Linked DNA regions of Sus scrofa: region 1 is linked to region 2. The links are chromatin contacts, called in public Hi-C maps. All regions are on one chromosome and are shown on one strand. The core of a region is the stretch at or near the end of the contact, and the rest is flanking DNA. Distances in the headings are between cores, read along the strand shown. Region 1 overlaps LOC110259415 (a long non-coding RNA gene). Region 2 overlaps RASGRF2 (ras-specific guanine nucleotide-releasing factor 2).

Region 1 (3,729 bases), core at 1,185-3,684, 560 kb after region 2:
TAAGGACTGAGAACAATAAATCGGAAGGAATTTAAGTCAATTGGCGGCTGGATTGCATTAGCAGGACTCAGAGAAGGGGGCACTTGCTGAGGGTGGTGCACGGATTCTTGGCCATTGCCATTATGCCAGCCCAGCTGGGCCACCCCGAGTCTGAGAGAATGAGAAAAGTTCACCCAAGTCAAACAAGTTGAGGAGGCCTGCAGACACCCAAGTTGGAGGCCGGTGTGTGTGGCAGCCAGTGCAACTTCCAGTGTAATTCAGAGGATTTATAGTTAATAAGAATAAATGCTAATCAAGGTCTCAGTGAGTGACCATGATAGGCAAAAAAACAGGAAATACCTCAGAAGGTGGACCGGAACACCTGCAAAAAGACACAAGGGAAAACAAAGGTAACTGGGAGCTAGGCAGAGAGAGGTGGGAAAGCCACGGAGTTGTGGGGTGGGGGCGGCTGGAGTCAGGGAACAAGTGGTTAATGGAGCTGAGAATAGAGAGAGCATCACTGCCACCTGTCCAGCAGCTCTGCAGCCCTCATTTTGGCAGTGTGGCCCCCGATGCCTGCGCAGAAGGTTGGTTGGACCCAGCTTGAGCGCTTCCTAAAATATCCTTGGGTCTGATGCAATATCACTTTGTGATGGCACTGCATTGCGATGTGGTGACAGGATAACCTGGTGGTGGAGTGGGAAGGCCTTTTATGTCTTCATATGACTGTGCCTGAAAGAGGCCAAGTGAGCAGAGCGTTCCCAAAGGAGAAGAGGTCAGGTGGAAGAGTGCTTAAGCTCTCTGATGTGGAAGGAAGGAACAGAGTTCCCAACTGCCCACTCCCACTGCAGAGACTGGCCACTGGCAGAGGGCTCAGTCAGGGGATGGAGACTCAGGCAGACAACAGGGCACCCTAAAAAGCACAGTCAGCAGAGGAAGGGCTGTGCTAAAACCAACCTGCACCCCAAGAAAGCAGAAAAAACAAGGTAGCTTTCCCCTGAGTATGCCCTCAGGGCAAAGGAGTTGGTTTGGGGAACTGGAGAGGAGACAGGCTTAATCTGGAGAAAACCACCCAGAGCTACCAGGAGCTGGCAGCAAGGTTCCGGTTGGCCTAGGTCTCCAAATAAAAACAATTTGCCTAGGTCTAGGAAAGCCCTTATTCTGCATAATGACATGGAATTTGAAATGTGAATCAAACCTTGCAAAGGAATGCAACTCTTTTTTTCCCACTCCCCAAGGCCATTCTACCATTCTTAGAGGGGGACAGGTGGGTCAGAGGAAGGTTTAAAATTTTTGCCCCTTTACTAAAATTTGAAAAGTGTCAACCACCTCTCCTGCCATCCCTGCCCCCAATGCTCAAAGTGTTCAAAACTAAAAGATGCAGCATCTTTTCAGCGAGTAATCAGCACAAGTTGAAAGGCACATGCTGTTGCATTTCTGATCAGATTGTATGTTAAGCAGGAAAATATCCCCCCCTCTTTCCCCCACTTTTTTTTTTTTTTTTGGCTAAATGCTTGTCTGTTTAAAGAAGCCACTAGGCAGTGCCTCTCACTTTGTCTTGGCAGGGCACAACCATCAGACGAAGTGGGAGGAAGAAACATTAACTTCAACAGCTGTTTCTTGACCCCGGCTGTCAGTCTTCCCAAGAATAAATTTTGGAGAGTCCTATTTGAAACAAAGAGGGAGTTTTGGGGGAGAGAAAAGTTGGTTGGTTCCAGGGCGACCGCCCAAAGGAGCTGGGAACAAGATGTTGGCAGTTACCACGCAGCCTGCCTGCCTCTGCCGGGTGCAGAGATGGAGCAAAGTAACTTGAAAGCTCCCCTCTCGGCGCCCTGTGCCTGCAGCTTCCCCCCCTAACGCGCGCCCAGATCCAGCGCCGGTGGTAAGAGCCGTAGCTCGACTACAGTAATTCCCCAGCTCGGGCGGCTTGAAACTGCTCGGGCTGAATAGCATTTGCTGTTCCGTCCTGTGGCCGCCTCCCGCCGCCGCTGCCGCGCTCCCTGCAAAGCAGCTCTCATTATCCCGGAAGTTGTGCTGACACAGTCTCGCTGCCACCAGAAGTTTGTCAACATCAAACTTCTCCTGTGTGGGGTACGTTCACCTTCCACGAGTATTTAATCGAGCCAACAAGCAAACAAACAAACCCAAATAAACCTGCCCGTGATGTCATGGTCTTTTTTTTTTTTTTTTTTTTTTGCTTTTGCTTTCCTGGAAGGCTGGGGCTGTTAGGAATTTGCTGGTGGGCGCTCAGAGCGCCGGTAGGTTTCTGGGGAAGATAAGGGACAGCCCCCGGATGGGAAGCGGGGAAGGGACCGAGGAGGGCGTGGGGGATGTTGGTGTTAGGGGAAGGGGGCTGGGAGCCCGGGCCAGGGTCAGCGAATTTGTCCTGCAGCCTCTTGCCCACCGCTGGGTTGGAGGATGCACGGACCGGGGCGAAGGTTGTTTCTTTGCGGGCCCACCCCTCAGCAAAGATTACTTGGACGCCGTGGCTGGGCACTTAACGGCGGGAGGGGGGCGGGGGCTGTCTACACTCCCTCTGCGTTGTGAACTCCTGCTGGACAGTTCTACAAACACCTCTCGGGGGCTATCGGAATAAAGGGCATTAGGGTCATAAAATGTATTTGGAGGCTTCGACTGCAACATAAAAGAAATTCCTGCGATATGAGGGCAGGGGCGCACCACCTTTTCTGTCTCTGATGAGTCTGTTCAGATACCTTGATAAAACCATTTCGTCTAAACCGACTCCTTTCCCTGAGCCAAGTCTGCAGGTTCAGAGTTGCTGCTACCCAGCTTGGGTGTTTGTGGTTTCCAGTCGCTTCCCTGCTGAGATACTCTGGCTCTGCGGGGGGGCGGGGGAGGAGGGCGGAGGGAGGAGGAGGAAGAGGAGGATTCTGATTAACCCTTTCCATTCCGTAGTTTTATCTGGGCACCTTTAATCCTTCTCAAACTGGAGAGGACAAGGCCTGACTTGCTGAGTTGTGACGTAGGCATTCAGGATTTGGTGGCATTTGAGGGCCACAGGTTTTTGTGGAGGAGTTGGAACTCAGACGCTGATACTAACTTTTCTCTCTTGTTTGGGAGGCCACTTACTGCATTCAGACCCTGGAGATCAGAGAGAGAGGGTTGCAAGTATCCCCTGTGTAATGTCTGGTCAGATTTGGGCAGCTGAAAGGGTTCAGTGTCCCTAAAATGGGCAGCCCCAAATCTCTCTTGGACTGGAAATCCACTTGTGGATGCAGCAAATTTTTTTTCTATATTCTTCAAAAATAAGTTATAGAGTAAATAACTATCTCTGCAGAGAATATTGCCCATTATCCCACTATGTTATGGTGGGGAGGCTGATTTAATCCTTTTAGGGAGCCAGGTACAGGATTTACTCTTCTTGTTGGTAGGCTGTTATTAACTGTTTTTAGAAAAATTATAACTACAGTCATGAATCTTTGGTAACAAAAAGCAAGACACTTTCTCCTATTTTTCAAACTACCATAAACAGGAAAATTGTGCTAGTCCCAAGGGGCTAGCCTATCTTAAACACAAAATAAAACACAAAGCTAAAAATAAAATCTAAAGAAAATGTAACTGAGGTGTTTCTCTGGCACTGTAAGTTACTTTTGACAAATGCAAATCAAACGGATTCAAATATAGTTTAGAGCAGGCAGTCCTAAAAATAAATAAATAAATAAATAAATAAATAAATAAAAACACACAAAGAAGTGTGCTTTCCTGAAAGTTTAGTCATTCTCTACAGTG
Region 2 (4,221 bases), core at 21-2,520:
CCCCCAGTCATCTTTGTTTTTAGATTTTGAGGCATTTCTGAGTGAAAATGTTCTAAGTATATGGGAAATGGGCCCAACCTCTCAACAGCTCTTACATCAGAAAGCCAAATGCAAGGGTTGGTCCTCCTCCCTTAGGCTGGGAAAGTAATCTTGCTTTCCCCAGGGTTTGTAGGTTGTTGAAGAAATAGGGCTCTCTCATGTTTACCTCCCTCTTCTCTTCTCAGGGAGACCTCTGCTTTAAAAGAAGGAAAAGAAAAAAAAAATACAGTTATTATTACCTGAGCCTATTGCACCTGGCATTATCCCTACGAGGCATGAGGTGTATGGATGCTGACAGTGAAAAAAATTGATCTGTTTGGCTGTTTTCCATCTTTCTTTGCACTTTAATTATGTTGTTAGAGCTAACAACTGACTAATAAATTCAATTTGCTGGCTCCTAAGACCCAGTGGCATTGATAATGTCCCATAGAGGTGGAGAATGTACATTTTTCCTGCATGGTAAGGGCCATCTCTGTATATAACTATAAAGTGAGATATGAAGTAATAGAAGATATTTATACTATTTGCGAACCACTCCAAAAATATTTTCAATAGCTCATATTAGCCAACAGTGTAGCACTAAACCCACAGAGGGTGACTTAATGGATGTTTTCTTTCTTTTTTTTTTTTTTTTTTAAAGAAGTTGCTTGTTTTTTTCCTCTCTAGTCTCAAGTAAGAGGTTGATGCATCCTGATGCATGATAAGAAGCATGGGTTGTTTGGGTCCTAATAATGCATAACTTACAATTTATTTCTCAGTGTTCAGAAACCGAAGAGTTTGTACTAATGTATGTCAGTCGCACCAAGCACCTCAAAGTCTTGCAGAAGAATAAGAAAGTAAAGGTTAACTTTCTTGGCTGAAAAACATCATTTGGAAGGTGAACAAAACCAGGACGAATCAGTGAAAGGACCACACACACGGTAGTTTCAGGCTGAACAACAGGTGGAAAAGTTGATGCATCCAACTCTGCCCTTAGAGTCCCCCAAAGTCTTCCAGAAGGGAGGGTGTGGTTCTGTCGGCACTGTGCCTGGAAGTCTGGACCCTTAACTCTCTGACCCAGATTTTCCAAAGGCACTGCAACCATTCTTATTAAAGAAAAATAGGAACTAGAGGGATTTCCAAATGCTTCTCCCTTTTTGGCGTAGGCCTTTTTTCCCCTCTGCTAGTGACAAAGCCGGCAAGTCTATTTCCTGCAGAATGTTGGCCGCGCCCCCCAGTGGTCAACTGTGGGCACTGTCCGTTGTCTGTGCTGACCCTTTAGCATTTTATTGACGCTAACACACTCCTTCTGAGAGTCTAAAGCATTGCTGGAGCTGTGCCTCGAGAGAACTCCACCTCCAAGGGCGTTGCTTTTGCTGACCTGCACCATTTCTGGGTTAGCTGGAAGAGGAAAATGTTTTTTAAAAAGCTCAATTTGGTGACATTTAAAATCCCCAAGAGCAATTTGTGATTTCTTTCCATTGTTTAAAGCACCCATCCTCTTCTGCCCTGTAAGCTTTGAGTGATTGTCAGAGCACGCACTCTTGGCTGTGTCTGCTTCTATCCCATCATATGAGACCCATTTCTATGAATAGATGGGAGGTCAGCCTCTAACAGCCAAGTAGGGAACACGTATTATTGCAAAATTAACCTAGAAAATCAGAAGCAAAATCCAATTTCATGCTTTCAGATGAATACCCATGTTTTGTACTGTCAATGAAATTATCTTGGGGATTTTAGGGGATGCCTTTGGTTATTAACTAAGACATCCAGTTTTGCTACAGGGACAAATCTCTCACTTAAGTCAATATATTGTGTGACAGATTCAGGCATGAAGTAAAATGTTGTCACTTTTCCTTAGTGTTTGAGTTTAAAGAGGGAATTTTAAACTCTTGTTGCAATATTTTCAACTGGTGCCCACACCAAGCCCCTATTTCTGTTTGTTAATTTCAGTGCATCTTAAAGTACTACTTAAAAACAAATGAATTTCTGGAGTTCCTGTCATGGCTCAGTGGTTAACGAGTCCGACTAGGAACCATGGGGTTGCGGGTTCGATCCCTGCCCTTGCTCAGTGGGCTAAGGATCCGGCATTGCCATGAGCTGTGGTGTTGGTCACAGATGCGGCTCAGATCCCGCGTTGTTGTGGCTATGGCGTAGGCCAGTGGCTACAGCTCTGATTAGACTCCTAGCCTGGGAACCTCTATGTGCTGAGGGAGCGGCCCCAAAAATGGCAAAAAGACAAAAAAAGAATTTCCCCCAGAAATTGATTTTATTTGATGTACCCAAGCCTTAAGTTTAATAAAGAAAAAAAAATGAAACTTGGAGATACTGAATAACTTAGAAGAGAAAAATCTGTTATGTTCCCCCTTGAATGCGTGCGATAATGGACTCACACATCTTCTTTTTTCAGGATGTTATACAAGATAAGACCTTGGGTCGAGAATGATTGAGCCATTTGTAAATTCTTAACTAAAAAGAGTAATGCAACAGAGGGATTTTTCCCAATATTAACTTTTATTTTACAAGAAAGGATTTTATTTAGCTCTCGCTCTCTCTCTCTCTCTTTTTTTAAGGGCACCTGGAAGTTCCCAGGCTAGGGGTCAAATTGGAGCTGTTGCCTGTGCCACAGCCACAGCAATGCCAGATCCGAGCTTCGACTACAACCTACACCATAGCTCACAGCAATGCCGGATCCTTAAACCACTGAGGGAGGCCAGAGATTGAACCCACATCCTCATGGATAGTAGTCGGGTTCGTAACCTGCTAAGCCACAATGGGAACTCGCTATTTAGCTCTTCAAAGTTTGATTTTAATCCCCCTTGAAGGGGTGATCCTTTCCCTTCACTTCAAAATATAAGATTTTTTTAAAACCAGCCTGTAAAATTTCTTATTTTTACTGCTATTGAAATGCTATAAAAGATAACATATTATTTATGGCTAAAGAATAGAGCTAGGCTAATGTCCACAGCCAGAAGGAATAAATAAAGATTCATTTTCATTTCAGTAAGACAACAGATTGTAAGTTTAAATAATGACTTGATTACAGACACCACTATGTGAATCCCGGTAATAAGACTTGAGTCAATGAAACCTAATCAGTGTCATTTCTCTGTGTCTGCCAGTGGTTTAAAATTAAAGCAGGGCAGAGCTAAAGGAGAAAACAACCATTTTGTTGTAGGTATAAACACATGAATGATTCAGAAAAGTATTCATCTTGGCTGCCACACCACATCATGTTAACATTAGGGTGGATTTGATTGTACTTGATCTCATTTGCTCAAGAAAACTAATAGTTCTACTAAATGATGTTGAACCACTGTCTTTTACACTATCATTATTTTTTCTCTGGAGAGACAGTTATGAAAGCGTGCTGGGCTAGGGATCCTAGCCCTGAGTCCTAGGCCCAGGTCTGTATCTAAAGCTGGGGAACCTTAGGCCAGTGCTGAAACCTCTCTGCTCCTCAGTTTGCTTATCTGTGAAATGGGGCTAATGGTAATTCCTATGCTGCCTACCTCACAGGGCTGTCATGAGGAAAACTGTAAAGTGCTGTCCACGTGTGAGGTAACTTGATTACCATCCTCGTCTCTCTTGTGCAGAGGATCTAAGTGTATTTCTTTGTTATTTGTGTGTGTGATGGACGCATCCATGTGTTACTTTGAGAAGTATATTGTTTGTGTCCAGTTTGCAAATCTGCTGACATTTGTGACTCCGACAGAAGGGTTTGTTCTGTGGCCTAACTTGCCAGGTGAGGTGTGGGTTATGCCTATATGCAAATTAAACTTTGCCTTTCTCAAATTCTCCACAATCTCCTTAGTCTCTTTATTTGATTCTTTTTTTTTTTTTTTTTTTTTTTTTTTTTGCTTTATTTAGGGCTGCGCCTGCAGCATATGGAGGTTCCCAGGCTAGGGGTTGAATCAGAGCTTTAGCTGCTGGCCACAGCCACCGCCACAGCCATGTGGGATCCAAGCCACGTCTGCGACCTACACCACAGCTCACAGCAATGCTGGATCCTTAACCCACTGAGTGAGGCCAGGGATCGAACCCACATCCTCCTGAATCCTAGTCAGGTTTGTTAACTGCTGAGCCATGAAGGAAACTCCTGCATTTGATTCTTTTAGCATTTTTCATAGCAATGGACTCCTTCATATATTCTTTTACTTCTAAAGTTCAAGGGTAGGGGGCTGGAGGGAGTAGGTTTAGAAG

What was found. Hi-C and Micro-C count contacts between places; a contact is called where the count stands out from the background.
Region 1: a contact with region 2 is called in a Hi-C map of skeletal muscle, with 4 times the contacts expected there. The contact joins two enhancer-like sites. A contact is called at or near these places in 2 of 47 Hi-C or Micro-C datasets (both in skeletal muscle) and 1 of 2 datasets of contacts at active chromatin or transcription factors (skeletal muscle).

The regions. Positions count from the first base shown.
Region 1 is chr2:90,349,402-90,353,130 of Sscrofa11.1, forward strand. It overlaps LOC110259415 (a long non-coding RNA gene), which reads left to right. Exons shown (of 3, transcript XR_002341792.1): 3 at 1,545-2,152. Among named protein-coding and RNA genes, the nearest start is that of ATG10, 86 kb to the right of the region's middle. Within about 2 kb of position 2,435, at least 71 of the 83 cell types and tissues checked have an H3K27ac peak or open chromatin away from gene starts, as enhancers often do. A contact at or near this core is called in skeletal muscle, where this site is marked.
Region 2 is chr2:89,790,286-89,794,506 of Sscrofa11.1, forward strand. RASGRF2 (ras-specific guanine nucleotide-releasing factor 2) reads left to right here. Exons shown (of 27, transcript XM_021084499.1): 27 at 1-3,818. Among named protein-coding and RNA genes, the nearest start is that of CKMT2, 22 kb to the right of the region's middle. Within about 2 kb of position 1,271, at least 4 of the 83 cell types and tissues checked have an H3K27ac peak or open chromatin away from gene starts, as enhancers often do. A contact at or near this core is called in skeletal muscle, where this site is marked.